Linked DNA regions of Mus musculus: regions 1, 2, 3, 5 and 6 are each linked to region 4. The links are chromatin contacts, called in public HiCAR-type, HiChIP or PLAC-seq and promoter capture Hi-C maps. All regions are on one chromosome and are shown on one strand. The core of a region is the stretch at or near the end of the contact, and the rest is flanking DNA. Distances in the headings are between cores, read along the strand shown.

Evidence for each region. Promoter capture Hi-C pulls out the DNA fragments that hold promoters and counts their contacts. HiCAR-type assays count read pairs that join an accessible place to other places. HiChIP or PLAC-seq counts read pairs in DNA pulled down with a chosen protein or histone mark.
Region 1: a promoter capture Hi-C map of pre-B cells shows a contact between it and region 4, with 3 times the contacts expected there. The contact joins the promoter of Rcbtb2 here to the promoter of Rubcnl in region 4. A contact is called at or near these places in 1 of 39 promoter capture datasets (pre-B cells) and 1 of 115 datasets of contacts at active chromatin or transcription factors (large pre-B cells).
Region 2: a HiCAR-type map of astrocytes shows a contact between it and region 4, with 4 times the contacts expected there. The contact joins the enhancer-like site here to the promoter of Rubcnl in region 4. A contact is called at or near these places in 5 of 39 promoter capture datasets (the C10 cell line, embryonic stem cells, hippocampal neurons and 2 more), 1 of 484 Hi-C or Micro-C datasets (B cells), 3 of 115 datasets of contacts at active chromatin or transcription factors (astrocytes, embryonic forebrain and large pre-B cells) and 1 of 9 other capture datasets (liver).
Region 3: a promoter capture Hi-C map of liver shows a contact between it and region 4, with 2.8 times the contacts expected there. The contact joins the promoter of Rb1 here to the promoter of Rubcnl in region 4. A contact is called at or near these places in 5 of 39 promoter capture datasets (the C10 cell line, cranial neural crest, hippocampal neurons and 2 more), 1 of 484 Hi-C or Micro-C datasets (B cells) and 1 of 115 datasets of contacts at active chromatin or transcription factors (large pre-B cells).
Region 5: an H3K27ac HiChIP or PLAC-seq map of microglia shows a contact between it and region 4, with 4 times the contacts expected there. The contact joins the promoter of Itm2b here to the promoter of Rubcnl in region 4. A contact is called at or near these places in 3 of 39 promoter capture datasets (cranial neural crest, embryonic stem cells and hippocampal neurons) and 3 of 115 datasets of contacts at active chromatin or transcription factors (acute myeloid leukemia, astrocytes and microglia).
Region 6: a contact with region 4 is called in a promoter capture Hi-C map of embryonic stem cells, with 6 times the contacts expected there. The contact joins the promoter of Nudt15 here to the promoter of Rubcnl in region 4. A contact is called at or near these places in 7 of 39 promoter capture datasets (the 3T3-L1 cell line, the C10 cell line, embryonic stem cells and 4 more) and 3 of 115 datasets of contacts at active chromatin or transcription factors (embryonic forebrain, large pre-B cells and microglia).

What each region holds. Positions count from the first base shown.
Region 1 is chr14:73,141,139-73,143,871 of GRCm38.p6, forward strand. It overlaps Rcbtb2 (regulator of chromosome condensation (RCC1) and BTB (POZ) domain containing protein 2), which reads left to right and starts at 1,372. Exons shown (of 15, transcript NM_001170694.1): 1 at 1,372-1,455.
Region 2 is chr14:73,501,750-73,504,753 of GRCm38.p6, forward strand. No RefSeq gene overlaps it. Among named protein-coding and RNA genes, the nearest start is that of Med4, 6.8 kb to the right of the region's middle. Within about 2 kb of position 1,647, at least 78 of the 459 cell types and tissues checked have an H3K27ac peak or open chromatin away from gene starts, as enhancers often do. A contact at or near this core is called in astrocytes and embryonic forebrain, where this site is marked.
Region 3 is chr14:73,324,495-73,327,194 of GRCm38.p6, forward strand. Rb1 (RB transcriptional corepressor 1) reads right to left here and starts at 1,328. Exons shown (of 27, transcript NM_009029.3): 1 at 1,029-1,328. The coding sequence starts at 1,147.
Region 4 is chr14:75,014,648-75,017,347 of GRCm38.p6, forward strand. It overlaps Rubcnl (RUN and cysteine rich domain containing beclin 1 interacting protein like), which reads left to right and starts at 1,380. Exons shown (of 14, transcript NM_198642.2): 1 at 1,380-1,519.
Region 5 is chr14:73,383,875-73,386,574 of GRCm38.p6, forward strand. It overlaps Itm2b (integral membrane protein 2B), which reads right to left and starts at 1,415. Exons shown (of 6, transcript NM_008410.3): 1 at 1,136-1,415. The coding sequence starts at 1,252.
Region 6 is chr14:73,523,954-73,526,681 of GRCm38.p6, forward strand. Nudt15 (nudix (nucleoside diphosphate linked moiety X)-type motif 15) reads right to left here and starts at 1,296. Exons shown (of 3, transcript NM_001360484.1): 1 at 1,107-1,296. The coding sequence starts at 1,261. Gm41209 (a long non-coding RNA gene) reads left to right here and starts at 1,349. Exons shown (of 3, transcript XR_874819.2): 1 at 1,349-1,593; 2 at 1,884-1,956.

The sequences.
Region 1 (2,733 bases), core at 122-2,621, 1.9 Mb before region 4:
GGTCTCAAAATACTTTTTGTGTGTATAATTGCGTCACCTAAAGCAACTGCTTCAATTTCAGGTCTCTTGGTCCATCGTCATCATATGCCATCCAGGGTACCATGGGGATGCAGCAACTGTATCCCTGTACTTCTTAGATATACTCTTGTTTGTTCGTTTTGTTTGTTTCTTCGTTTTGGATTTTTGAGACAGGGTTTCTCTGTGTAGCCCTGGCTGTCCTGGAGCTCACTTTGTAGACCAGGCTGGCCTCGAACTCAGAAATCCACCTGCCTCTGCCTCCCGAGTGCTGAGATTAAAGGCGTGCGTGTGCCACCACCCCGGGCTTAGATATACTCTTAAGAGGTTTATTATTGAGTGAATATAGCCACTTACTTTGAACAAAAGGACTGTTGAATTCTCTATCACTTTAAATGGCTAACCAAAACATGCCTACTTCTTTGACTTACTTATAAGACTAACTTTCTTACATTGTAACATATTTATACCACTGAAACAATCCCTGCATTGATCATGGTATTTGTTGTTGGATCCTATTTGATGACATTTTATTTAGGATTAAAACAATATGTCATCTTTGTCAGGTTTTATCAACATGCTTTGTGAGATATTAAACAGTAAAATGCTCTATTTTAAAGGCAAAGATTTTGGGCCCATAAATTATTACGTGACACACCAACCTCACACTTTTTTCTGGCCTTCCACATCTAGTCCTAACTTCATTTTCTTTTCTCTTTAAGCCCAGCCCATTGTTATAATAAGTTCACAGACTGTTGTTTAGCCTAAGCTGAACTTTCAGCCTCAGGAACCGTGAACTTGCTCAAGACAAAGAGGGGATCAAGCCCGCCTCTTCCAAAAAGCCCTTTGTGGATCCTGTGACCCAGCTTGCAGTTACACTGCTAAGGCCTTCATTATCTGACCCACTTTTTAAAGTCATTTGGAAAGAAACCACATGGTCAAGAGGTAAAAGAAGCCCTGTGGAATGAAGAGATGGATTTGAGTCATCTCTAATCATATGGCCCAAGGCAAATTACCCAAATCTCCATTGTCTTCCCCTAAACTGATGTGTGTGTATATATATATATATATAAACACATACATATATATGTGTATATATTTATTATATATAGCACAATGTTTTAATGTATGTATATAATGTGAGGGCAAAGATCAAGCAAGAGGAGGAGGGATGGAGGCTACGATGTTTGAGGCTAACTTGGGCTAATACAGAGCCCCTGTTTCAAAGCCATAACATTATCTCTTCTCTTAGGACTTTCTAGTGCACACTGCTCATAACTGTAGCCACTATGTAGCATAGCAGCCTTCTTTCTGAGCTTGCTCCTCCTAACTGAAATTTGATCACTAGCCCCACAGGCTCCCTTCTCCCTAGTCCCAGTAACCACCTCTCTACTTTCTGTTGGTGCGACTTGACTTTTTCAGTGCTCCTTAATGAGATCCGTAAGTATTTGTGCTGTATGTCTACTTTGCTTAACATCCTCCAGGTTCATTCCAGATCGTCCCAGGTGACAGGATTTCCTTCATTTTAAAGTCGGACAGCTCTCTGGGCCCTCAAACAAGAGACAATGAGGTGGGCCTCCTGGATGGAGTTGCTAAGACTGGACTAGCGCGCACAGAATGCAATTAGCCTCTTATTTCGCAGCAAGCAGGAAAACCAGCGCCTTTGAATGTAAGACCTAAAACCAGAGAGACACAGCTTCCCCGAAATCGGGGCACTAAGCTAGAAAGCGGGGTCCAGCACAGGGTCCCCAGAGAGGCCAGGGTCGCCGATCCCGGCCGAGGAGGGAGGCGGGGCGCAGCGCGCAGCCCCCTCCCTTCTCTTTGTCCCCTTCCCCTTCCCTCGCTCCCTTGAACTCTCTCCTCCTCCTCTGGTTTCTCTTCTCGCTCCCGCGGCCCCCTCCTCCCCGCACGGCTGAACTCGAGCTCAGCCCGCCAGGCCGGGCCGCTTCAGGGGGAGGCGCCAAGTGTCTGCTGTTCTTGGCCCCGGGCGAGCAGTCCCCGCTGCCGGGGAGCGGAAAGGACGCGCGGCGCGGAGGTAAGCCTGCGTGTGGGCGGCAGGCGCGGGTGGGCGGGCGAGTCCCGGGGGCGAAGGCCAGGCGGAGGCCTCACCCTGCGCCCGGCCCGGTGCGCAGCCGCTGCGGGGGCAGGGCGCAGCGCCAACCCACCCGGGCCGGGGCCCGGCGCGCACGCGCGAGCCCGTGGACCAGGTCGCTGGGGTAGCTCTGGGTTCACGTCCCTTCCCGGGCCCTGGGACCGCGTAGCGGTGCGCATGCGCGCAGGCCCAGCCCGGGGTCCGTTTTGTGCGTCGCCCCGAGGCCACGGCTGTGGGGTTCCCGCTTCCAGTTGGGGGAACCCCTGCCCCTGGTGTCTCCAACCCTCCCGTGCACGCGGCGCGAGCTAGCGGTGACGTTTCCAGGACTTTCCGCTCTTTCCCGCCCGCAGCCGCCTCGCCGACCCCATGGCGGCACACGCTTTAGGCCTTTGGTCCCCGAAGTGGAGGGATGGCTGGGAAGGCCTGGCTGTCCTAAGGGTTTTCAGTCCTTTGGGCGTTGCTGAGGCCGGAAGTGGAGGAGTTTAGAGGTGAAAAACTTTTCCCGATGCCCCTTCTTGGCGGCGATGGAACTTCCGCCTGAGTTGAAGCTAGGCTTCCAGCCGCCTTTTTGCCTTTCTTTACAAGGTAAAGATTTAACTCGGACTGTAGCAGAGGACACCGAGGTG
Region 2 (3,004 bases), core at 397-2,896, 1.5 Mb before region 4:
AAAGTCAGCTGTAGAGGGTGGGGATCATTTGGCTCATCTCCCATTGTGTCAGCAGGGTCTCTGGCTGTGTCCTCGGGATCACAGCTACTCCCTGCCTGTGCTGGGGGTTTAAACAAGCAGACGGGCCTGGGCTCAGACCTGTGCACATGCTTTTGGTCTGTCTGAACGCTCTTGCTTACTCTCTCACTCTCTATGTCATACCACTGTTTACAGTTTCCAAAGAGAAATGCAGAGCAGGAAATTATCCAGCCTAACATCTATCAACAGAGGCTCCAGAGTGGTTTGTTCGCCCCGCCCAGGAGATTTCCCAGGACCCTTCTCTCTACCTTTGCCTTTGACCCTTTCTCCTGATGATTCAGGCCGAGACAGCTCTGATGGCTGCCTTTCTTGCCTTGCATTTCTTGGGGCCACCTTGAACCTACTCAGGCTCCTGGCAGGACCTGCCATACAGGAACCCAAACATATCCATTATCACCCAAAATAGGCAGGATAGGTCAGAGTTTTAGACTCTTTGGACTTTGGCCATTTCGTAGTCCTTGGTGATAGAGCCTGGATAGACTCTTCACTTTTTCTGAGAATCTAAAGTTTCTGATCAGCACCCTAGAACAACCTAAGCCAAAAAGCTTTTTTTTTTTTTTTTTTTTGCAAACATTTAAATATGCATGTGTCAGAATTCTCTCTTGTGAAACGATATTTGCACCTCCTAACTTCATCCCTTTTCATCTTGAACCTTGCATCCACTGCTCTGTGAGTTCGATATACATCCATAGGGAAAAGCCGCTGACACTTCTAGAATTCACTTGTGCCAACGCTCTTTGAAATTGTAAGGATTTTTTGTTTGTTTTTTTTTTTGTTTGTTTGTTTGAGAAGCATCTCAGTGGTTTGGCCGGAGCCTGAGAAATAGCTCTGCAGTGATTTGCACAACACACTGGTATGTCGGGAGTGTGCACACGCAGATCCTGGAAGTGGATTGCCTGAGCAGCCGGCAGATGAAGCGTTTTGCCCTTGTCTGCTTGAGAACAGATAAAAAGCCTGGATCAGACAGAGTGAAATGTGGCCATTTGGCAAGGGCTTTCCAGGGAGAAGAAAAGGTCTGGCAACCAGCAGCCTTTGAAGCTTCAGATCTCCTAGGAGAGAGAATTGAGTGCCTGTAATTAGAAATTTTATATCAGGTATTAGATTCACAAAATGGGCAGGGAATGTTCTGGAAGCCTGACTTCTGAGGACAGGGAGTCACTGTATGCATGTCTGCATTGGGACTGCCCAAAGGGAATAACTTATTGGGGGAGGGGGGGGGTGAGAACTAGACCTGGCAGCTGTCCAGCAAGACGAAGAGCAACATGTTATCCAAGAAGAGGCCGGGGGCCAAGCCCCAGAGGCTCTGAAAGGACAAAGAGCCCACTGTTCCACAGAAACAAGGACCAAGAGGCCTCCTTTAACCTCGTTGCTTTTACTCAAACATTTAGCAGTAAATTCACCTTTGTGCCTTTAATGATACAAATCTGGGCAGAGAGTGCACCTTTGGGTGCATCTGACAGTTAATGGAAATTTGGAAATCACAATGCATTTTTCGGGAAGACACAATGGACGGCAATGTGGGGGTCTCGGGGTGGATACAGTTCTGCACTTGCTGGCACTAAGCTATGTTTATCTCCAAGCCTTTGTGGGTAGAGTACAGTGACTCATTTGTGCACAGGGCCATATAGTTCTTTCTGGATTGTGATAAACATTCAGACCCAAGGTTAAGGAAATTCGAGGCAAACTGTGCCAATATAACTATATTGTTTAAGCTCATCAAATGCTTCAGGAATTAAATCAAATTACTATGCATTTATCAAGCATCTGTCTTACCACGTGAGGGCTCACGGGCAAAAGCAAACTGGTTTGAAATGCAAGGAAACGGAAAACAAAGAGATTACAGCCAATCTTTTCTGAATTGTCTTCCCAGAGTGAAAGACAGGATGCTCACGAACTTACCAACAGCTGAAGGAAACGTTTCTGGGAACTCTCACACATAGCACAGCCAAAGCAAATATTTTGATCGGGAAGAAAACAAAGGTTGAAATGAATGTAAAACTGACCTTCACAGAAGATTCGAGATGAGTCTCGTGATGACAAAAAATGCTAAGCATGTCCTTAGGTGTAGGACAAACTGTTCAAAGGTTAAAGGGCCGGGGCAGCATATCGGAAGACCAATTTAAACATCTTAGTCTGTGGAAAACAAGTTCTGTGTAATTTCTTTTTGTGGTGCTGAGGGTTAGACCCAGAGTCTCCCATGTAGTAGGCAAGCACACCACCTCTGTACTGCTGCCCTAGCTCCACAGCCTCTTTTCTTGAGGGTCTCATTAGATCTCCCAGGCAGGCATGAACTTGCTATAGATATGTCTCAGAATATAGAGTTTCGTTAGGTCTTAAATTTCCAGCCTTCCGACTCAGCCTCGCAAGTCCGAGTTAGCCATGCTGGGATAATTGTTCTTCTTTCTTTCTCTTTAAATCTTTGTTTCCTCTCCATTCCCATTTTAACTCCCTCTTCTGTCCTCCCTCGCTTGCTTCCTCCTTCTTTTCCTCTTCCTTCTTCCCCCATTCTTTTCTTTTTCTTTTTCCCTCTTTTCCGTCATCCTTCTGTGTCTTAACATTAGGAAGAAAAGAGCAAAAATAATTATTCTGTTGAAAGCCATGAGTTAGAATTTGGCCAAGGCAATTCAGATGGCAGTGAACTACATTTGTACTAGGTAATTGACTGTACTTTAGCAACATTAATTTGTTGACTGATGGCTGCTAAGAGCAATTAGTCTCTACCATGGGTCCTTAAATTCAGAAGGTTCTTGAAGACACTGAGCCAGTAGAGACCATCTCCAATCACTCTGTGCTACCATCAGAGAATACCTTAGGCTGGATTGCCATAATAAACAGAAATGCGATACCCTTGAAGGTGGGAAGGCCAAGACGTAGGAGCCACATCTGGCAAGGCTCTTTTTGCTACACATTTAAATGAAGAAGTTGA
Region 3 (2,700 bases), core at 78-2,577, 1.7 Mb before region 4:
TCTCTGTTGTTCTTATTGGATCCACATGAACTTAAGTTTAGATTCCACTTAATAAATGGAGAGAAAAGTTCTTTGAGAGAACACAGTACCAAACACAAGACCAAAAAAGAAAAAAGGGAGGGGGAGGCACCAGAATCCGTGAATGCTCAAAGGCAAAAGGCAAGAAATAATGAAGCATGCTGCGGGCCAATCAGCACGCAAGAAGAGTTCTACCCTGAAAAAAAAGGGGAACAAAGTTTAGAAACTTCCAAGCCCTTGCATTTAAATGTCTCCTGAAACTTTTGCCCACATACCAGTTCTTCTAAGAGTTCTGCTCCATCAGTCTCCACAGATGGCTTTAAATCCCCCCGGGCCTCAAAGCATTGTTCTAAAGAAACCCCCACAAAGCCCGGGAGCTGAGGACCCCGTGAGCAATTGACACCCACGACCCTGCGCTTTGCCTACAAGGCTTTTCTTGGCCTCTCCCAGGACCAAGCTGCCGATGCAGCGCAAGCTCAGAGAGGGCAAGGCTCCCAACTGTTGCATCGCAGGACGACTGCAAAAGAGAAAGTCAACCCACCCCGGGGGTGCTTCGGATCTCCACGGAGAAAAAAGGGAGGAAGAAAGAAAACAAACACCGGTCGAGTTTTTTTTTTCTTTTTTTAAATATTTATTTCAATTGTTTTTGCATCTGACCGGGGCTCTCCGGGACCCGCCGGCTCCGCGCCTGGGCGTCGCTGGAGTAGAGCCTGCACCTGTCACTTCGCTCGGGAGCAGGAGCCCCACCCGCCCGACACCTGTCAAGCCGCAGCCCAGACCCCTTCGGGATGCCCTCCCCGTCGCCCGCGAGCCCGGGACCGTGTCAGCGCGCCGCCGCCACCCCCGCAGAGATGGGGGACCAAGGGGACCCCGGAGACCCGGGGCGCCGCTCCTACCGCCAGCCCGGCCCCGCCGAGATGCGCCCGCCCGGCGTCCCCGCCGGGATGCACCCGGCGTCCCCGCTCCCTTCCCTTCCCTTCTCTCCGGCCCGCGGCGGCCGCGCTCCTCACCTGGCCAGGGGCAGCTCTTCGGGGCCGCTGTCCTGCGCGGGGTCGTCCTCCCGAGGCGGCGGCGGCGGCGGTGGCGGGGGCTCGGCGGCCGCGGCTCTGCGCGGGGCTTTGGGCGGCATGACGCGCAGCGCGGGCCGGCGCGAGCAGCCGAGGGAGGCGCGCGGGGAGGCGGGCGGGCGCGCGCGCACGCCGGGCACGCCCCGTCCTCACCCGACTCCCGTTACAAAAATAATGGGAACGTCCCCCGAGGAAAACCGGACGCGCCCGGCAACCGAGCGCCCGGGCCAACCGCGGGAAAACGTCACTTCCGCCCGCGGCGTCACGTCCGCGAGGCTCGCGGGCCGCGGGCGTCAGTGGGGAACCGGGGCGGCGGTGGCGGCGGCGGCGGGCAAGGGCGAGGGCGAGGGCGAGGGCGCGGGCGGGAAGCCGCGGGGAAGCCGCGCCTGCCCGGGCCTGTCTCCGCCCGCGTCGTCCCCGTGGGCGGCGCCAGCCGAGGCGGGGCCGGCCCGCTGCGAGGAGCCGCGGCCTCTGGGAGAACGCTGGACAGGGCGCGCCCCTCGCCCGGCCCGCGCGGCCGGCAAAACAAAAACAAACGTGCCGGGCCAGTGGGAGGTGGGCTCGGCCCGGGTGGGCGGTCCAGGGTGGGGCCATTGGTGGCCTTCTGGAGACAAGGGAAGATGGGCGATGCACGCACAGACTATAGTCTTTTGATGGGGAAACAGGAGGCGCGGTCCGAGCGGGACAGATCTTAGCGGGAAAGTAGCTTTTGAAAACCAGTTTGCCAGGCGGACCCGACTTTGAAAAATCGCTTACAAACGCGTTTGAGACGAAAGCAGAAAACCAGTTGGCCGTGTTCATGCGCACGATCCGGCCTCCTTTCATAATGGTTTCTCCGAGACAGCCGGTCAAACTGGGAAGGTCGGCATTCCACTTTTGCGGGTTGGAAGTGGGGAGTTCGGGGAGCCAATTTGCCCGCGTCACATAGCAGGTCCCTGGCAGAGGACTCGAACCCAAGTAATATTTGTCTGACCATGTCGCCGACGCACAGACACCGGAAAAGAGCATACTTTATACTAGAACTACCTACCGCCACCAAAAGCTGGCTCAGCAATGGTAGCTTTTCTAGTTACGTTTTACCTGTCAGTCAACATAATTTTCTCCCTTTGTCAGTCCTTATTCATACAACTCACTAATTGAAGTGCTGTGAATAAAATACAGTTGTTGTTCTGGTGTAAACTATCTTGGAACAGCTGAGCAAGGACTGAGGAATCGAGAACTTAATTGGGTAGGTTGCAAGCCTGGGCTTATTTTCTGCCTTGATGTCAGATGAGTGAAGGATACATGGGCCTCCTTCAATTTTCAGACTTGCCTAACTTCAGAAGCCTTCTAGAGACCAAATGTTTGTCAGGAGGTAGAGCCCCAGGCCCTGATGCAGCCACGGAGAATGAATGGAATTAAAATAGCACTTGAGTTCACTTTGTCCCAGATTTAGGCAAGAGCTCAGGCTACATACAGTCTAGGTTTGGTGAAGATAAAAGATAGACTGTGGGAGCCTGATCAAATAATATACAGAAATGATACAGTCCTGCCTCATAATTATCAGAGAATGTGACACTTGGCCAATTGATGCCACCTTGGTATTTGTGGCAAGCTACTCTTAAGTTTGAGACAG
Region 4 (2,700 bases), core at 130-2,629:
GGGGACATCTCAGATTCAAACTTTCAGATTTCTTTATTATTTACTATATATAAGGAAGCCCAGTTCATATACTGTAGCTGTCTTCAGACACACCAGAAGAGGACATCAGATCTCATTACAGATGGCTGTGAGCCACCATGTGGTTGTGGGATTCGAACTCAGGACCTCTGAAAGAGCAGTCAGTGCTTTTAACTGATGAGCCATCTCTCCAGGCCCCAGATTCAAACTTTAATGTGCTCAGCATGACATTCACTGTAAGATTCTTTCTCCATGTCCTGTGCTCTGATTTCTCTCCTTTTAGATATTCCTGAATCAAGTTTCTCACATAGTCCCCTTTTCATAATTTGTCGGCTTATTTGATGCTTCATAGAAATTGGATATAAGGGCTGTCGAGAAGGTCCTGAGTTCAAATCCCAACAACCACATGGTGGCTCACAACCATCCGTAATGAGATCTGACACCCTCTTATGGAGTATCTGAGGATAGCTACAGTGTACTTATATATAATAAATAAATAAATCTTAAAAAAAAAGAAAGAAATTGGATATAAGATCTCCTGCCAGATACACCTACCTTAACAAGTCTGACTGTGCTATCTAGCTATGGGACCTCAGATGAGTTATACAACACTGTAAGCCACATATCCCTTAGCTTTGAAACAGATGATTTGTTTCCATCAGGGGTGGCTTCAAGGATACTTAAACAGAAAAGGAAGCAAGCTCAGCAGCCGAGCAACAGCATTAGCACTAACTTGCACTGTTTGTCTATTAACTTGTCTTGAAATAGTCTTGCCATGTAGCTTTTGTTGGCATCAAAGTTTCAATCCTTCTGCTTCCACACCAGCTCCTCTTTCTGACCTTTTAATGTCAGGTTTTCCCAGAGGGTGGTCAGATAACTCAGGATCTTTCCAGGTCTAACCCAGTGTAACCCCCAAGTAAACCGGCCACACGGGAAGGGGAAGACAATGATGGACAGCTAGTATTCAGCTGACTTTGTCTTATTGTTTTCTAACTTACTCCGAAGAGGCAACAACTAGTTAAGTTTAAACCATCCAAACTAGGATGCCCCAGGGACTGAAGGTGTTTCAGAGATGTTAAACAAATAATCCAAAATATCATTGTATTTGCTCCACGACCTGGACAAGTCAATGAACAAAACCAAGGGACCGTCAAAAGCGATGGAAGTAGGTTTTGAGAACGGAGCCCTGTAGGCGAAGCAGGGATCCATTTCCCAATTTTAGCAGAGATGACTTGGGATGCTGGAGCTGTGTGCAGGATTAAGAGTCCCAGTTCTTTCCCCAAAGAGCACCGTGCGCCACCTAGAGGAGCTGAGGGCAGTTGCACGTTCGAAGTCGAGAGAACTTCGGTTTCTATTGGTGAAAACTTTCTGTATTCGTTGGCAGCTTCTCTCTGCACCATCAGAACCTCGGAGCTGTTGGCACACGGAGGAGGTGATCCGAACCTGTCGCTGCCACGGGGCAAGGTGGCTATTTGGTGGATAAAACGGCCAGGAGGCGTAGGTAAGTCGCGGTCCCCGCGAGGTTCTCTGACTTGAGCTCCTACACATCCGAGTTGGGAGGTGGGGGGAGCCGCAGCTTGGGAGTTGGGGGCGGGGAGCTCATTTGTGCCAAGTTTGTTTTTCGTGTTTATTACACCCAGGGTTGGCGGGTCGGTGGCGTCCGAGGGCAGAGTGTGTCCGTGAGGCGTGGGTCTAAAGGCGCCCACTCGGGAGCGCGTCCCCGTGTCTCCGCGTTCTCGCAGTCTCAGGCTTCGCTTTCCCCGAGCTTTTCAGATCACGAGTGTCGCGGGCGGAGGGAAGCAAAGATAACTGGCGTCCCCGCAGCGTCCTGGCTGCATCCCTGTCCTAGCTGCCTGTCCTCAAGGCAGTGACCCCTGAAGGTGTCCTGAAGCAGCGCTGGCGAGCCCTACTGGCCTGCCTGCAGGAAGCAAGGCACAGTGCAGATGAGAAGCCCTGGGCTAGGGAGAGATGACTTAGGGTGACCCATGTTCCTGGAGGCGCTCAGGACAGTGTCATGGTTGCTTGGGAGCTGTGGGAAGTTGTCTCTGGAGAGAAGAGGACTTTTGCGGTGTGACTTTACAAAACAAGGGCCAGGAGAGGTAGCCAGGCATCCTCATTGCGGCAGGACAGAGACGAACCCAGGCGGTCCCCTGGCTCTTCTCAGTTCCTCAAAGGCATGAACCTTGAGAACCCCATCCTCATATCCAACTGCCCTGGACTTGTCAAGGTAGCTGAAAAACGTTTCGCCAATGTAAGCAAGCACACTCCACCTGAAGTCCGTCTACCTGCTGACCTGGAATTGAAGCAATTCCCTGACCCGGTGAGGGATTTGCCCGTGGAAGAGAGAATGCTTGAAAAGGGATATTACTCTAAATGAGAACGAAGGCTCAGAAAACAAAATCAAACAAACCAAAACCAAGCAAACAAAACAATATACCTCCCCATGTATTCTGGAGGTGCCCCTATGGCAAGTTACACTGCCAAGTGCTAGATCTTCAGTTGAAGTTGTGGTTCGAGAGAGCAAAGGTTTGGGGCCCAGTTAGTAAACTTGGGATTTCTTAGACAAGTCCCAAGTCCAAATAGTCGTCAAGGCACCTCCATGACCCCAGTTCCCTTGGTGAGAGGGGAGAACACAGGTTCCGTTCCCCTGAGAGTTAGAAAGATTAATGAACTGAAGGGACA
Region 5 (2,700 bases), core at 165-2,664, 1.6 Mb before region 4:
GGAATCAGCTCTCTCATCTCAGGGGAAGACAGTCATTTAAAAAAATCAACATGATGTTTGCTTTTAGCTGGAACGTTTCCAGAAAACATGTCCAAACAGCCCAGACTGCTATTATATATCCAAAAATTTTATAGGGTATTAGTGGCCTGTTTCTTTACAGTAATTTTCATTAGATCATTAAAAAACAAACAAACAAAAACAAAAACTCTCCTTACTACTTGTACCATGGACACAAACGACTGATTTTAAGTCAAAACTAAAATTACCCAAGTGACAATAGGTATTAAAAAGTGTTAGTGAAAAACGAAGCAGCACCCGCTGTTAGTATTCATAGGTATCAAATGTCAGAAGCCCTAAAAAGGCAAAAAGAAAACTTAGGCAAAAATTATATTTATATTTAAAAGAATATTACTGTACATCACTTTTAAAAATTGAATCCAGTGACAGCATCACTCAGTGCTAACCGGGGATGTGGTAACACAAAGGTTACCTATTTTGTAGGGATGGGAGCAAATTCCTATGTTTTGGTTCCAGTTTCACTTATTCAGAAGTACCCACAAAGAGGCTGATAAAAGTCAACTGTTGGGTTACATGGGAACAGCCACAATAGCAATTACTTTCACCTGGAATATTTGTTACAATAATAAAATCACCAGCCAGAAACTACTCCCAGTATACTGTTGTCTTCTCTCTCCAGACCCCAAGGTGTTCACCTGCCAACACCGAAGGCCATTTGTAGGCAAGGGAGTTTGTAAAAGAAAAGGGCTTTTAAAAAATGAAGATGCTTACAGTTGCTGGACTTAGTCCAAGTGCTGTTCAGCCTAGAAACGAAAGTAGGAAACAACAGAGGTTTAGGCTTGTTATGATGTCAGCCATTTTAGGCACAGTATTTATACTGGAAAAAAAGTGCCAAACTCGGTGGTGGCGGTGCCTGTCGCTGCAGGTTCCCGGGCTACCAAGCCAAGTGCAAAGCCGCGGGACCTCGTACACCTGTGCAACTGTCCCCTCGGGGGTCGCCAGGGCCAGGACCCCGCCCCGCTCGCTGCACACACACACACCACGGTACCCGGGAGCGGAGGACCGTCCGGGAAACCGTCCCCGCCGCCGGGACCCCGCCCGCGACCCCAGCCAGGACCTTGCAATCCACCGCCACGGCATCCGGAGGGACGATGAGCGCCTCCTCGCTGCTCTTGGGCTCGTCCTTCTTGGCCTCCTTCTGGGCCAGCGCCGAGTTGAACGTCACCTTCACCATGGTGCGGCCTGGGGCGCCCTAGGCGGCGACGGCGAAGGCTGGGGTCGCGGCTGGCAGGATCCCGGCTGCGAAGGCAGCCTTGTCGGCCGAGCTCAGGGCACGACTCTGCAGCGGAGGAGCGGACTGCGCGACAGCAGCAGCGGCTCAGTGCAGCGCGGTTTCCGGCCTCGCAGCTGGGGCGCGGGCGCAGGGCGGGGGCCCGGAGGGGCGGGGCCTTGAGCGGGGCGGGGCCTGGCTTCACGCCAGACCCTCCCTGGTTCCCCCCACCCCCACCCAGGACTCAGCGGGAATCTGGCCAGGCTTTGTGGAGGGCGCGCCTGGTTGAGCTAGGACTTGTTGCCCCTCTGGGCTGCCTGGATTTTCCGGTTCTGAATTTGCTTCCAACTAGTTCTCCTCAGGGGCCCAGTGTTGCAAGTTGATAAGAAAATGGGGTGAACTCTGTCGGTTGGCTACGTAGGATAAGTTAACTTCTGGTAGCACCAAATTCTCTTTGATTGTGAGCCCAAAGGCCATGGAATTTTTGTGTGAGAAAAACAAACAAACAAACCCAAAAGCTCCGTTTAATCATTTATTAGTAAGCGACTTAGTAGAGCATAGGAATATTTGAAGCACTGTGTCCTAGTGTCCTGGTGATCTGACTTATCTCCCACAGACCTCACCCTAAGGTGTTGCCTGGTTGACTAAGCTGGTCTTTTCTTCCTCCCTCAGAGGTCAGTTCCTGCCCAGCCTAATCTCAAGCCAATGACCAGGAACCCTCTTCATCCATTTGTATTCCTAAAATTCTAAACTGGTAAAACAAAATGTACCAACCGAGCTCATTTGTATAAGCAAGCCAAAACAAAACAAAACAAAAAACCATATTTGCCTTAGGCCAATCTGTGATTTGTGACAACGTACTTAGGACAAGTTCTTATTTTTCTTCAAAATAAAAAATTCTCCTTTTTTGAAGAGGTTTTTGCTTCTGGTTGACAGAAGACATTGGCCCACACACTGGGTTTACAGCCATGTCTCCAGATGGTCCTTTGGTCAAATGACTGATCCTGTAGCCTTCTCCATATCCTCTCCTTGTCCACCTACAGGAGTGTCTGTTGGCCAGAAGGATTCTGCTGTGTGAGCTCTGGCCTAGGCCAACCTTGAAGACAGCAGTTGAGACCAGAGTTCTTGAGCCCCTGGCTCTATTCAAGGAGGGAATTATCTTTATTTCTTTTTATTTTTAAATATTTAATTTTTATGCCTATGATTTTTTTTTTTTTTTTTTTTTTTTTTTTTTGCCTACATGTACCTGTGCCTAAGGAAGTCAGAAAAATGAGTCAAGTCCCGTGGAACTGGGGTTACAAATGGTTGAGAACCGCCATGCGGTTGCTGGGAACCAAGCCTTGGGTCTTCTGGAAGAGCAACAAATGCTTTTAACTGCCGAGCCGTCTCTCCATTCCCATATTTCTATTTTT
Region 6 (2,728 bases), core at 46-2,545, 1.5 Mb before region 4:
CCCAAAACCCAAAACAAAACCAACCAACCAAACAAACAAACAACAATAAAAAACAACCCAACAACAACAAAACCCAGGCTTCTGAGTCAACTGTACCCAGGAAAAAAAGAAACATTAATTAATGTTCCTTTCGGGTTGTGTTTTGAAAGTGCATTAAATGCCTTCCTTATGCTTCAAAATTCCAGTTTAAGCCTAAAAATTGAGGCAATTAGGCAACAGAGAAAGAGATGATTAGCATTAAGGGGCATGCAACACTTGTACTTCCAGGCCACATAGGAAAGTACAGGTTACCATCAAGAGGAAGGAAGTTGTCAGCCTGGTAATGTTTCCCTGTCATGGAGAGCCAGTGAGAGGCTCCTCCATCCAGTGAATCCATCACGCCATAATCCCAACACTCAGAAAACTGAGGCAGGCAGATCTCGGTCTCTTATAACTAAATAAGCCTATTAGATAATAGTGACCCAGATAATTACATAATAGGAAGTCTCAGATTTCCTTTGAAATTGTCTACAGAATCAAGTATGGTGCTTGTTAGATAAGGCGTAGGAAGGCTTGAAGCTTTACCTTCCAAGTGTTTTATAACACTACATTATTTTATATTACTATACAAGACTAAAGGAAATCACACCGAATCTGGATGTCTTAGATACTTTTATTGTATTTTAAGGCACACTCTCGGATTAGAACACATTTTTGAGCAGAGCCAGGGTTTCTTCACGATTGCACAGAAACTGACTTAGCTACCCTTCCCCCTTTGTGGGACTGACACATCCACATCGCAGAAGCGGCGGGGCCAGCCTCACAAAACTCTGATATATTTAAATCTCATGGGGCAAAAGGAAAAGTCCCAGTTAACATCCACTTTCTCTGTAAACACTAAGAAATACAAACGACTTCCACTTGCAGCCAGGAGAGGGCAGAGCGAGGACTAACGGGGCCCGGGTACTGGCACAGCACCCCCTCCTGGCTGGATCCCGGAGGACACCGGGGCCGTAGAGAGCTCGCGGAACTCAACTGCGCACTGAAGCGCGTCACACGGACCGAGAATGGCGTGCGGACTAGTGATATTCCCGAAGCTTCCGCTTCCCGGAGGTCGTCCTGCTCACCCGAATTCCAAATGGCCCCCAGGAAGCTGGAAACTGCCGGCTCCAAACGATCCTTTCCTTTTCCCCAGAAGGACGCAGCGAGGATGCTCGCAGCTCAGCACCACCACGCCGACCCCAACTCCTGGCCGCCGCCTCGGCTCTGCGTTAGCGGCCATAGCATTTGGCTGACCCCGGAAGTGACGTTGAAGCTGTACGGGAACCGGCAGGAGCCTCGCTGATTGCTCGCTGAGTGTTGTGTCTCACGAATCACCTGTCGCCTGGTGCATAGATCATGCAGAAACAACCATATAAATAACTAACATAAGAGTACTGAAAGATGATTTGGGGAAGTAAATGAGACTAATTAAGTTTCTTTAGGATAAATTCATATTTTAGAGAAAAACAAATTATAGTAGATAAAAATATACATCAACTAAAACTGAAATATGAAAAGAAAAACTTGGGGAAATCAGCTGTAACAAGATTGACATCTTAAATCTTTGGACGGGTGGGTTTACTTTAAAAGTATTACTTTATTTCTACTAATGTGTGCATAATTTTAGAAACCCAATAGTACAAAACTGCCCAAGGACAGACACTATCCCTTTTAGCCCTGCTTCCAGAGACAGCTTTAACTCTTTGAAATGTTAGTTTTTATATTTCCACACATATATCTGAGTGTATACTTAATTTGTATCCTAAGTAATTGTCTTAGTGAGGGTTTCCGTTGCTGTGAAGAGACATTATGACCAAGGCAACTCTTATAAAGGACAACATTTAATTGGTGCTTGCTTGTAGGTCCAGAGGTTCAGTCCATTATAATCAATGCAGGAAGCATGGCAGCATCCAGGCAGTCGTGGCACTGGAGGAGGTAAGAGTTGTATATCTTGTTCTAAATTCAAACAGGAAAAGATTCAAACAGCAACTGGGAGAAGTATCTCAAAGCCCATCTCCCACAGCGACACACTTCCTCCAAAAAGGCCACAACCACTCCAACAAGGACACACCTCCCTGGGCCAAGCATATTTAAACTACCATAGTAATCCATTAGAAAGTTTCAGTATCCATTAGGTATGCTTAGCAAAGTCCTAAGTTTTGCCAATCAACGAATGTGCAAATGAATAGACAGTTTAAAACGAGAAACAAAAATAATAACTATTTTTAAAAGTGTTGACTATCTCCATTGAGGAATTGAGATGCCATCTGTACTGGCTGGTTTTGGGTGTCAACTTGACACAGGCTGGAGTTATCACAGAGAAAGGAGCTTCAGTTGGGGAAGTGACTCCATGAGATCCAGCTGTGGGGCATTTTCTCAGTTGGTGATCAAGGCATGAGGGCCCACCATGGGTGGTGTCATCTCTGGGCTGGTAGTCTTGGGTTCTATAAGAAAGCAACTTGAGCAAGCCAGTAAGAAAGATCCCTCCATGGCCTCTGCATCAGCTCCTGCTTCCTGACCTGCTTGAGTTCCTGTCCTGACTTCCTGTAGTGATGAACAGCAATTTGGAAGTGTAAGCTGAATAAACCCTTTCCTCCCCAACTTGCTTCTTGGCCATGCTGTTTGTGCAGGAATAGAAACTCTGGGCAAGATACCATCTTACCCCAGTCAGAATGGCTATCATCAAGAGATCTGACAACAAATGTTG